Linked DNA regions of Mus musculus: region 2 is linked to region 1. A link is a contact called in public HiChIP or PLAC-seq data. All regions are on one chromosome and are shown on one strand. Each heading gives the region's core, a stretch centred on a gene start, on an enhancer-like site or on the middle of the called end of the contact. The rest is flanking DNA. Distances are from core to core; before and after follow the strand shown.

What was found. HiChIP or PLAC-seq counts read pairs in DNA pulled down with a chosen protein or histone mark.
Region 2: a contact with region 1 is called in an H3K27ac HiChIP or PLAC-seq map of microglia, with 5 times the contacts expected there. The contact joins two enhancer-like sites. A contact is called at or near these places in 1 of 39 promoter capture datasets (hippocampal neurons), 16 of 484 Hi-C or Micro-C datasets (the C10 cell line, CD8 T cells, the CH12 cell line and 12 more) and 6 of 115 datasets of contacts at active chromatin or transcription factors (CD8 T cells, the HPC-7 cell line, embryonic stem cells and 3 more).

Annotation. Positions count from the first base shown.
Region 1 is chr9:41,103,398-41,109,278 of GRCm38.p6, reverse strand. All of the region lies in intron 1 of Ubash3b (ubiquitin associated and SH3 domain containing, B), which reads left to right. Among named protein-coding and RNA genes, the nearest start is that of Ubash3b, 52 kb to the left of the region's middle. Within about 2 kb of position 3,853, at least 110 of the 459 cell types and tissues checked have an H3K27ac peak or open chromatin away from gene starts, as enhancers often do. A contact at or near this core is called in CD8 T cells, microglia and regulatory T cells, where this site is marked.
Region 2 is chr9:41,180,496-41,186,525 of GRCm38.p6, reverse strand. It overlaps Gm35657 (a long non-coding RNA gene), which reads right to left. Exons shown (of 8, transcript XR_870644.1): 7 at 3,688-5,274; 8 at 1,638-2,885. Among named protein-coding and RNA genes, the nearest start is that of 1700063D05Rik, 23 kb to the left of the region's middle. Within about 2 kb of position 4,540, at least 26 of the 459 cell types and tissues checked have an H3K27ac peak or open chromatin away from gene starts, as enhancers often do. A contact at or near this core is called in CD8 T cells, microglia and regulatory T cells, where this site is marked.

The DNA.
Region 1 (5,881 bases), core at 2,604-5,103:
TACTCTTTCTAAGTACCTTGTCTAGAGTGAGCACCTCCATGTCCTGTGGGAGGAAGGGACCTCAAGGGTGAGATGCTGACTCTTCCCTGGGGAGTTTCACTAGATGATCTATAATGTTATTTTGGCATTGGAGGAAAGAACTCAGGTTTCATTGTTTACAGTGAGCCATGTAAGAGCTAAATCGGCTGCTCTCCTTAAACCTTAATTTTTCCATCTCTAAAATGGGAATCCTGCCAGAGGTGATGATGCACTCATGTCATGCCAGCACTTGGAAGGTGGAGGGAGGGGGACACCAGTTCAAGATCAGCCTGGATTACACATGAATTCATATTCGTTCTGCCTTTGATGCCTTCTTGATGACATGCCCTGTCACAGATACTTCAAGGACAAGACTTGTGGAAGTAAAGAATCCAAAGCTAGGAAAAATGCCAGGGTTCCTGTTGTCCATCTCTATGTATGTCCAGCTGAGTTTTCCATGCAATACCCATCTCAGACAAAAGACCACCTAGACAGGGAACCCACAGCTTCCTCTTGGTTTGGAGCCAAGTTGGAAGTCGTCATGCCAGCTTTCCCCCTGCTTTGCTGTGCACTGTCAAATAATTTGGGGCATGGCAGGGGGTGTGGAAATGAGGAGTGATTTACAGCATCTGCTCCTTCCTTTCTAGTTGAATCTGTTGTTCTCAGATACCAGCAGCGAGTGCCAAAGTCAGCAATGGAATTCAGCTGTGCGCGTTTGGAAGGCGCTAGGAGATAAATTTATGTTCACTATTCGGATGTGGAGTGTACAGGGAAAACAGATGGCCACATTGTCCTCCAAGTGCCCCAGAGGGTGGTGGCTGATGAGTAACTTCGGGGTGAGGAGCTGGGGAGTCAGTTCATTCCCGCTCTGAAAGGGTAGCTAGATAGATACGCGCCCGGGGGCTGTGTGCTCTTTCCTCCGAGGAGAAGGAAGGCACATGAGAGGGATCCCCTGGCTCTCTCTGATGTTCTCTTCCATCCTGTCCCAGAGGGATGGACAGGTTTGCACCATGAGGTCCTAGTTGGTCATTTGTGTTTCCTTACTTTCTGCATCATTGTTGAACACAGGGAGGACACTAAGGGTGGTGAGAGACTCTTCTGCCTTAGAACAGTATCCTGAACTGAAGAACCTCACTATTGAAGCCAGGGGAAGACTCAGTAGGCGTCCCACACACCTCCTGACCCAAACCCCAAACAAACATTGACTAGCCCACCGAGTATGTCTTTCTAGAAGCAGGTAGGTTTCCACAGTGGGGATTTTCCCCCAGGGTGAAGGAACAGTGGTACTCCTGCACTTCTGAGCTGAGACTCAGAAAGCTGGTTAGCCCTGCTAAGTAAATCCCGGAGCTAAATCCCCTTCCTTATCCAAGCCTTAGGATTAGACAAGGAACTCCTCCTGAACTTATTCTCCTGCCTTTACTTTAAAAGGGGTCAACTGACAGTTGGACCCTTCACTCTAAAAGCATCATCCAGAGATGCTGAGATGGAATGGAGGCAGCACAAGACCAGCTCTGTTGCTGGCTCTGGATGCTGGTTATGCTGCTATTGAACTGTATGGTGCTGGACCAATCACTTACCAACCTGTCACTCCCCCGACCCCAACATCAGTTAGTTTCCTTATCAGTAAGCTTAGAGATTCTAGTGTTAGTATATTTACTTCCTCCTTGCATCCTTGCTCACAGTGATGCCATGACAATTGACCGTGGGGAAATGGGGCAGGATGATGGCTAAAGACGGATTTCAGGCAAGCTTGTGTTTGTGTTTGTGTCTCACATACTGCCGGTACAACTTTATTGTTTAGTTTTTCCATTGCTCATGTATGAAATGAGACAATACTAATTAATGCCTACGTCACAGTTGCTCTGAAAATTAAGCTAGACACATTAAGTGCTTCCATGGTGCTTGACACGTAAATAGCACCTAAGAAATGTTACTTCTTCCTGTTATTGACAGGCAGTTCTGGGGAGCACTCTGGTCGGAACAGACTTGCATGGTTGCCATCGTTGATGGGAGGTTGTTGTCATCAGAAGACCTGTACTGTTGCTGCTAATGTCCATTAGGAATGAGGTCTTACACTTGCTATGTTATGAGTGTCTGCAGACACCATTCAGTAAGCTTTTGCATCAGCAGGCCTTTCCTGACTACTGTGAGTAGCGAGGGGCTCTCATCTCTGAGGAGCATTACTGATCTTTCATGGCAGATATTTCTGGAGAGCCACCAAGGAAGTCCACAGTGCTGACTACTGCTCTCCTCCTCTCTGCACCCCTCAGCCCCCTCTGCTTCTCTCTCTGTCCTCCGAAGTCATCACATTGATGTACACAGCTTTTGCCTCCCTCAGCAAGGAATAATTACAAAACCCAATTCCAAACAGGCAGCAGAAGTTTCTGTTTGCGTTGCAGGATGCAGCGTGTGCTTCGCAGCTGCGCTCTCACCCGGCAGGGTGAGTTCTTCAGCCTCCACCAAGGTCCTCTGACTATCAGGCCAGTCACCCTGAGATTAGGGGTTTATGAACCTCAGCTCCTTGAAATTTAGTCAAATCTGCATGTTCCAGCCTCAAGAAGGTTCCAGAAACAGAGGAGATTAAAGTGGTCACGGGTCCAGCAGCTTCCTTCAGGGACAGACCCTGTGGGGAGAGGACTTAAACAGGCACTCTCTGGCCATGCTGGAGTAGAAGGCACACCATGGAGGCAGTGGGTGGAGCCTGTTGAGGTCCAGGATGAAGAGAAAACTTGGGGTACAGGTAGGGACGATGAACATCCTGAAAGGAAATCTCCAGCCCCTCTATGCCTTGGGACATTGAATGTCCTTTGATCTTCTGAGGATGTCTCTCAGAAACTCTCAGCTTAGAGTTTTTAACCTGGTCAACTCTAAAAGGAAATGTAGGTTACAGACATGAGCTCCCTCTATCCCCAGGAGGATGGCAACCTCATATTGTCTACTTTGAGACTCAGGTCAGGCTGCAGGGCAGAACCCAGAGAACTTGCTGGAAGGGAGAGAGGAAGGACGGTCCTGTTTTCCTCCTAAGACATGGGCATGGCTGCCGCAGCCTCACAGTTTATCTATCATAGAGAGACACGTTGTCTGTAGTCTCCAGTCTCCTTTCCTTGGATTGGCACAGATCTGAGCCTGAGTTTCTCCAGCACAGCTGACACCTAAATACAAGAAGCTGAGCAAGACTTGGGAAGCTCGGGCTCCAGGCTACTCTCACGGGGCGTCCTCGGGGCTCCCTCTGAACATCCTGCCTGTGTCAGCGGCCACGTCTTCTAGGTCTCAATATTTTCCTCCAATTATCTTACCATTCCCCGGAGCCTTAAAGTAAGGATGAGGGAAGAGATCCTGTCTTCCTTGTCCATCCTCGGCCTCTTTCTGGATCTTGATTTCTCATCCCAAGAACTGCTTAGGACCCCCTGTAACTGAAATAACAGAGACTATGGGGAGAAGACTTGGAGGGAACTTCCTGATCATGTTGTATTGTCCGTTTAGTGAGTTAAAAGAAATTCTATACTGATTGATGTAGATACAGCTCTTTGCCCCCAAAGAAGTGATCCTAGTCTATGGTTCCCCCAAACAATCACTTCAGGGCATCATGAGCCTGTAGCCCCAAGGAAGGTATTCTGGCCACACCCAGATAGTCTGGAAACCTGTGGTCCCCAGCCACAAGTATTAGGCGTGGTTGAATCACTGCAATCAGCCCAAGGGCTTGGTGATGTCAGCTGCTGCCAGTGGGGGTGGGGAGATGGTGGCTATAATTAGCTTTGTGAGTACCCCATGTTCAGCAGAGGGGAAACAGGCCCCTTGAAGTGTGTCTGTTTTCCACTGCTACACCCCGGGGGTGTCACCGCAGGTCCTTTTAAGCTGCCCAGAGTGTCTTGTTCTCCAAGAACTGCTGTGGCTGTTGGTGGCGGTTCCTTAGCTTTTGAGAAGTCACACAGGGCCTGGTCAAGCATCAGCAAATGACTTCCGGTTCCCTTCCCCCTTCTCTCCACTGACAGGGTGACATTAGACCTAGAAGACAAGGCCGCTGACACAGGCAGGCAGTTCAGAGGGAGCCCCGAGGAAGCCCTATGAGAGTAGCCTGGAGCCCGAACTTCCCAAGTCTTGTTCATTTTCTCGTATTTAGGTGTCAGCTGTGCTGGGGAAACTCAGGCTCAGATCTGTGTCAATCCAAGGAAAGAAGACAGACAGGAGACTACAGTCAGCCTGCCACTCAACTATAAGGGATTCTTTCACCCAGGACTTAAAGCCACCCAAGAAGAGCTGCATATACACACTCGACCTAATTCAGTTGTCACTTTCCTTGTTCCAAACAACCTATTATAAGGTCTCAGGCTTATCTACAGAGTTGTAAAGTCCTGCTGGTCTCTGTGACAGTTCACAGCATATGCATTCAGTGCCGAGAGGCACCAGGGAGGGCTGTTGAGTCTACTCACTTGGCTTTGCCTCTCAGCTCTGCTGAGCTATTTGGCCTCAAGTAACTCCTTCAACTTTTGAGGACCAGCCTCCTGATCCTTAAAATTGGGATCCTTAAAATTTGCATCACGGGACTCTCCAGCCATTAGTTATGACCAACATACAAACAAATCAATACCGCATTCAACAGACTCTTCGTAAAATACTATTTGTATTGAGAGTGATAGTAGAATGCAGAAAAAAATTGCAGTCCTAGGTTTTTTTTTTCTTTACTCAAGGACTTTGTACCGTTAACTTAATGCTTTCTCAATGAACAATACGTCTCACCCATGAACACATTTTGTTGTTATTATTGTGAAAACTATTTGAACGGGACCAGTAAGATGATAGAAAGCTAGAAATAAAAAGCTAGGCTACCTCACGCAACCTGCATTTTGAGAAAGGAAAAGGAGAATGTGTTCCTTACGGCAGAGTGACCCGAATACTCGGGCAATGGAAATACAAAACCAAGTAACACTGTCTTCATGTCAAATATTGTTCTGAGAACCTGAGAACTACGACCTCAGTTGTAACCGAAGACAGCAGGGAGCAGCACCGACGCCCACTTAACAGAGATCTTTTAACCAGTGTAATCAAAAGTCAGAGTAATTCAAGACCCCATAGCTCCTAAGTCAGGTCCCCACTCTGCCCTAGATATCCACCAGTATCTACTAATTGTGCTGAACTTATCTGGGAAGCTGGGGGCAGGTGAAAGTTTGCCATTAACATTTGTGATGGAACAGCCATTAGGAAGACCCAACACTCCGACATCTTACATTTGCACTGGCCCTCCTGCTTTCTCTCTCTAACCTCTCTACTGAAAATAAGTTTCCAAGAGTAAGAAGCCTAGCGTAGGCCCCATGACATCATCAGCACTGGCTTCCTGCGACTGTGTCAGTCCAAGAGTAAGAAGCCTAGCGTAGGCCCCATGACATCAGAATCAGTACTAGCTTCTCTTGTCAGTCGAGAAGTTTCCAACGGCAGGAGCAACTGGGCTTCCAGTGAGGGCTCATGTCCTCTGTTCCCCCTTCCGGCCAAACCTAAGGTATAAAACACACTAACAGTAAAACTTCTCAGCGCATTTTCTGCATTCTCTACTCTTCCCACTTTCAGTGTCTCCTTTCCTATTGAGGGTACTGACATCACAGCATCGCCCTGTCCACAGCCAGCTGCATCCTCCATCTCCAGCAAGACATAAAGATGGCTGAGTCCTCCTTGGCTCATGATTTCTTAAACGTACTTAGCCTTCAGGAGTCTCCTCTCTCCACCTTCTCCATTAATTGCTTCTGCTCAGATCCTGTTGTGAGTTATTTCATCTCCTCCCCTAAATATTGGAGGAGCCCAGGCTGAAAACCAAGGCCCTCAAACTTGCTGTACAGATGCTATATATAGAGCTTCTTGTGCTCTTCCTGCC
Region 2 (6,030 bases), core at 3,291-5,790, 77 kb before region 1:
ATCACCAGGACAGTGAGGATAATTTCTTGACAAGATACTAAAACTGTCTTTTTCTCCCCATAGAAATGTTACACACTGTGGTTGCCATACGTGGATGAACTCTGACTGAAACAGAGTTTCCAGCAAGTTTCACTGAAAGGTTTCATTCACGGGAATAAGATGGTAGTTGCGCATGAAATCTTTCTGTTGCGTTTCTGAGAGTATTTCTGAAAACGCAAGTTATTTCCTTTGTTGCCAAGGTAACGGCACATCAGCCCAACCAAGTGTAGGTTCACACTGCATGGACATGAATTTATTACTGTTTGTATATGGAGCTGTTTCTACCTGGTAAACCATGTAACAGGGACAGTAGCCCAAATGTGTCTAGAAGAGCCTCACATATGAGACATGTCACTATACTATCCTGAAAACAGAATGGTTTAAAAAAACAACAACAACAACAACAACAACAAAAAACCCAAAAAAAAAACAAAAAACAAAAAACAAAAACTAAAGAGCACAGTTTGGCTGGAGGGTGGACTTTAATTGGTAGAGCTTTTGCTTAGTGTCCACAGATCCCTGGCTTTGATCACCCAAACTGCATATAACCAGGCCTAGTGCTACACACGTGTAACCCCAGCTTCCAGGAGGTGAAGGCAGGAAGATCCGGAGCTCAGGGTTATCCTTGGAGCACAGCAAGTCAGAGGCCAGCCTTGGCTCCATAACACTCTGACATAGAAAAACATACCAAGGAAAAGAAAGCTAGATAATGATATATGCCTAAGATCTCAGCTATTTGGAAGGCAGGACCGGGAGGATTTCAAAACAAACCCAGCCTGGCGTACACAATGTTTGAGGCCAGCCAAGGCCACAGAGTGAGGCTCCCCATCTCAAACAAAAGAGAAAATGGCCTTACACCAGAAGAATGGGGAATCTCTACAAGGTTAATAATCAACACGAGACAGGAAATGGAATTGAGGAAGAGCTCGCAAACAGTAAACACGCTTAGGGGAATGAACTCAGCCCGTGTAGCTCAGGGAGGCAGCATGCCTCGGAGGATGTAAACACGGCCCTGGACACTGGACAGTCCTGGATTCCAGTCCCAGCACTCATGTTTACTGCTCAGGCCAGTTACTTATCCTTGCATGGCTGACCTGCGGTAATGACCCTCACCTCACGAGTCTGGGTGAGAGAAAGGAGACAATACATGAAAGCTCTTCCCAGCGCCCAGCACACAGCCATGCCCTAAGTAATGGAAATTATATTAAGGTCCAAGTAAGGAATGTCTGTCAGAAAGACCAGGAGCGCCAAGATAGAAGTCGTGTCACAGAGAACTCAAAATTTATTACGGAGCTTTCTTCAAATACGACAAGCTGCCAAGCAGAAAGTGCGTTTAAAAGTTTTATAGCTGGCTGTGACAGGTATGCATGCAATCCCAGCTCTCTGGAGACTGAGATAAAAGAATCACAAAATCCGAGCCACCCTGGGCTATACAGCACAATTCTATCTTAACTAACTAACTAACTAACTAACTAACTAACTAACTAACTAACTAAAACCAAAACTAAAATAAAAGTTTCCAATGTCTCCAAGGAATAGATTTTTTTTTTTAAAAAAATTCCTCTTCATTATATTTTTATCTATTTGGTGGAGGAGGTATGTACAACAGTAAAAATGTAGAGATCAGAGGCTAAATTGCTGGAACAGGGGTCTTTTTCTGCTATCTGGGCCCTGGGGGTCAAACTCAGATGGTTAGGTGTGGTGGCAGAAGTCTTTACCTCCTGAGCCATTTCGTCAGCTCTGCATAGATTTTTATGATTATTGTTTTTAACATATGACAGCTTACAGGAATGCAGTTGGATTGCTACTTTCTGTCCAGTGCTGGCCTTGGTAAGCAATGTTTACCAAGTTTACCAGCTGAGAATTTCCCACCCTGGTGGAGAGGCCTGGCCACCTTTGGCAGAGCCATTATCAGGAAATGTGGACCCAGGCTCAGGGTACTTGCAGAGGTTTCTCATGGCTTTGGAAGGCTAGCCTGCTTGCTGTGAATATTGTCACGTGCCCTGGATCATCTTCTGAACATGGTAGGAAAAGAGATGAAGAACGGGGAGGGTAGAAAGGCACACAGAACAATATTCTTTTCTCTGAAACATCTCCAGTATCCGTAGGAAAAACAAGGCATGCATTGAACCTCCTCAGTAGCTATTATTTAATTATTCACTTGTGATAAACTCTCTACCTGTCCATAGAAATTCAAAGAGAAATTTGTCCAACTCTGAGGATCCTGGTGATGCATACATTATAACAGGAAGGTGAACCGTAAAGTGGCCCAGTTCAAGGGCCAAATGAAGTGCCCTGCACACAGAATTCCCTGTGTGAATTCAGGGAAGGAAGTCCTTTCGTTTGGTCAGGACCATCATCAGTCATATATCCCTCATAAGCTTTGCCCACACACCTCTCCTGACAAGTGTCAACCACGTGTTTGCCTTTCAGCTTGCTGCAGTCAGATTTAGGGGACTGAAGAAAGTGGCACATGCTAGGTTTTGGCGTACAGAGAAAGGCTTGTTTCAGCTTCTGAAGATGGGGACATGGGCAGGCAGCCCAGTGAGGCCTTGCACTTAGGACATGAAGAGAGGAGAATCTGACGTTCATGTCAATTGAACTACTCAACAAAACGCTGCCACAGAGTAGGGGTGTGGCGGCACAACAATAACAAAAGTACAAGAGAAGGGAGCACATTTTAACTTGGGGCATAATTCCAAGCTAAGACGCCATCAGCGAGTATTTCATGTTGTCGTTGGCTGCTTCGTTACATCCATAGCGCGCAGACAACTCAACCCCCATATCCAGACACAGCATAGCCAATTTGCCTCGGTTACATCTTCTTCACTCTTGGTTAAGAATCTCTAAAGGAGAAATGAGTATGTGAAGATCAGCTTTCGAGGCGGGCGTGGTAGAGCACACCTGTGACTTTGGCAGTCGAGAGGCAGGAGAATCATGAAACGTCAATGCCACTGGGGTCACACAGTGAGTTCAAAGCCAACTGTGGCTCCATTGTAAGATCCTGTCTTGAAACAATTTATTTTTTTCAGTCCATCAGCAAGCAATTTATATACATTATATATTATATACATTATATACAGTGTATATTAAGACCAGTTTTGGATCTTAGTCATGTGAGTATCATTGTACCCGCCTACGTAATCCACATAATCAGTGTAAAAACTGGCAAACACAGGCATTAGCTGTTGGCATACACTTGTCAGAGGGAACACAGTGAAGAATTCAAAGCCCATCTGTCTGGGCAAATGGCTTGTTTTGTCTCTGAAATGGGGTCTCCAACTATGTAGGTAGCTAAGACTGCTGTGAACCTCTTACTTGACTGCCTCCCTAATGCTGGGTGTTCCTCCACACCAGTGTTCATCCTTTTAGAGACTAAATCCCGGGCTTTGTTCATGCTTGACAAACACTCTTATCAACTGAACTACCTACACTCCGGCACATGGTTTTAAATACGGTTTTCCCACTCTGACTTTCTACATTCACATTAAATGCTATAGTCACAATGGTAATGATTACAGTGGTAGTGGGGGAGATGGTGCTGATGGTGGTAGTGGGGGACATGGTGCTGATGGTGGTAGTTGGGGGAGATGGTGACCATGGTGTGAAGAAAGAGCAGGATTCTAGCTGCAATGCAGACAAACTCACAAAATCAGGTCTCATGTTTCAAGGTGCAGAAGCAAGACAATGCTCACAGCCAACACAAGAGGGACCTGTAACACAAAAGACAACAGAGCTGGAGTCTCCAGACTGCCTGCTCCTCCTGCATCTCAGAAGAGAGGCTGATGGTAAACACTGCAGTCTCCAAGATGCTTGTTCAGTGCCAGAGTTCACACTCAACTGATCTGCTAATCAACTGCTATCCTTCCATTGCACCAGTGACTCTGCTGAGACATAAGCATGGAGATATCTGTTGCCTACCACTCACTTAATAAGACATGGTTTCTGTACTGTTTGCTTGTATTTAGTTGGTTTTTTTTAGATTAAATATGGAAATTAAAATTTCATGAAAAAAAATTTAAGTCAGGCACCTCTCCTGTTCTGCACGGAAACACGCAGTCCCCACCGCACACATCACTCTCACTTGAACATAGGTAGTCAAGCACAAGCAAGGCCACTTTGCTTCCAGCTGGCTGTGTGTTCTTAAGGTAGGAGCAGAGAGAACAAATAAGCCATGGAGTCTTCCAGACCAGAGATAAAATGAGAAACAGATGGGCTCCGATCTCCAAACCGGAAATTTGTTTGTTTGTTTGTTTATTTGTTTTTGTCTCAGGGAGTTTGGTTGATTACTGATTGTAATCTGAACCCAAACCAGGAGACACATGTCACTGACTTCACGGAACAACTCGAAAAGCACCACTAGGAATCAAGCCAGCAGTAGCCCGTGGCTTGGAGCAGGAGGTAGGCCAACTACCTTGCTTCCTGGTGGTGGAGGACTGACTTCAAGAGTCTCTGTCCCTCGTGACCTGGGCTTGATTGGAACTCCATGTGTGGCTGTCATTCTCGGTCCTGTCTGCAGAGTGACGAGCACAGAGGCCCATGGGTGCTGGCTGCCTGGAGTAGGCTGACAGTCTGGTTGTGACTCTCGTCACACATGTCCCAATCTCATTTCCAGCTTGTTTCCAGGCCATTTTCCAACTGCCACAAGCCTACATCAATGTCACAAGTGCTACCCGTGTGTCCTAAGTCTCTCTCCTCAAATAGCCCATTTCTGATGATGGTGTGCCACTGGACTCTGACCTCTAAGCTCAGTACCTCTGTCTTCTCTCGTGTCGGAGTCATTTCTCACGCTCCAGAAGGGACCGATTCTGACTCCTCGCCAGAGTCTGATAAGTTCCTGTTCAAATGCAGTCAGCATCCTGTTCAGTCTTTCGTCTGAATTTCTGTAGAGTTCAAATCAGTCTCAAACAAACAAAACAAAACACCAAAGGTGGGATGCCGGTGGGGTGATGGCTCCGTGGTCAGGAGTGTGTGTTGCTGGTACAGTGTTCACATCTGAGCACCCACATCAAGCCACTTATAACCACTTGCACCTCTAGTTCCCCTATGAGCACTGGTTAGTTGGTTCTGTGGGCTGTTTTCTTGTAGTTTCCTCGACCCCTCTGGTTCCTCAAATCTTCTCTCCCCATCTACTGCAGCATTCCCCAAGCTCTGTCCAATGTTTGGCTGTGGTCTCTGCATCTGTTTCCATCAGTTGCTGGATGATGCCTCTCTGATGATGATTATGCTATGTTCCTGTATATGAGTAGAGTAGACTATCACTAGGAATCATTTCATTGGCTTAAAAATTGCTGGTCCTGTTTGATTCTATTCTGAGTCTCTGGGCTATCCAGACTCTGATCCCTGACCCTCTAGATGAGATCAGCGCTGGGCTCCCTCATGTAGCAGGGGTCTCAAGCTGGATCAGTCATTGGTTGGCTGTTCCCAGGATGAAGGGAGAGAGTACTGGGAAAGACAACTGGAAATGGGGTATACCTCAGGGACTAGCTAGAAACCCTGTGCAGTAGAAACTCCCAGGAATCTACAAGCGTAGCCCTAGATAAGACTCCTAATAACAGGGGGATACAGCACCTGAACCAGCCATCTCCTATAACCAGGCAAGACTTACAATAGAGAGATGGGGACATCAACCGAGCTACAAAAACCTCCACCTGCAATTCGTCCTGCATACAAGATGTGCTGGGGTGGTGTGGTACAGAAATTATGGGAATGGCCAACCTACATTATGCCCTCTTATACAGGGTGAAAAAGAAGGCCTGGACAGGGTTCAGGGTCGAGTTCTTGCCTAGTATGCATGAAGCATTGCATTCAACCTCCAACTCTTGAGGAGGGAAAAGAGGTGAATATTAGTTACACAGGAAACACTCAAAAGACTGAGACAGGAGGATTGCCACCAGCTTGAAAACAACGTAGGATTCTATAAGTAGACCAGGTCTCAAAACAAAACACAATCGGAGCTGGGGATGTAGCTCAGTTGGTAGAATGCTTTTA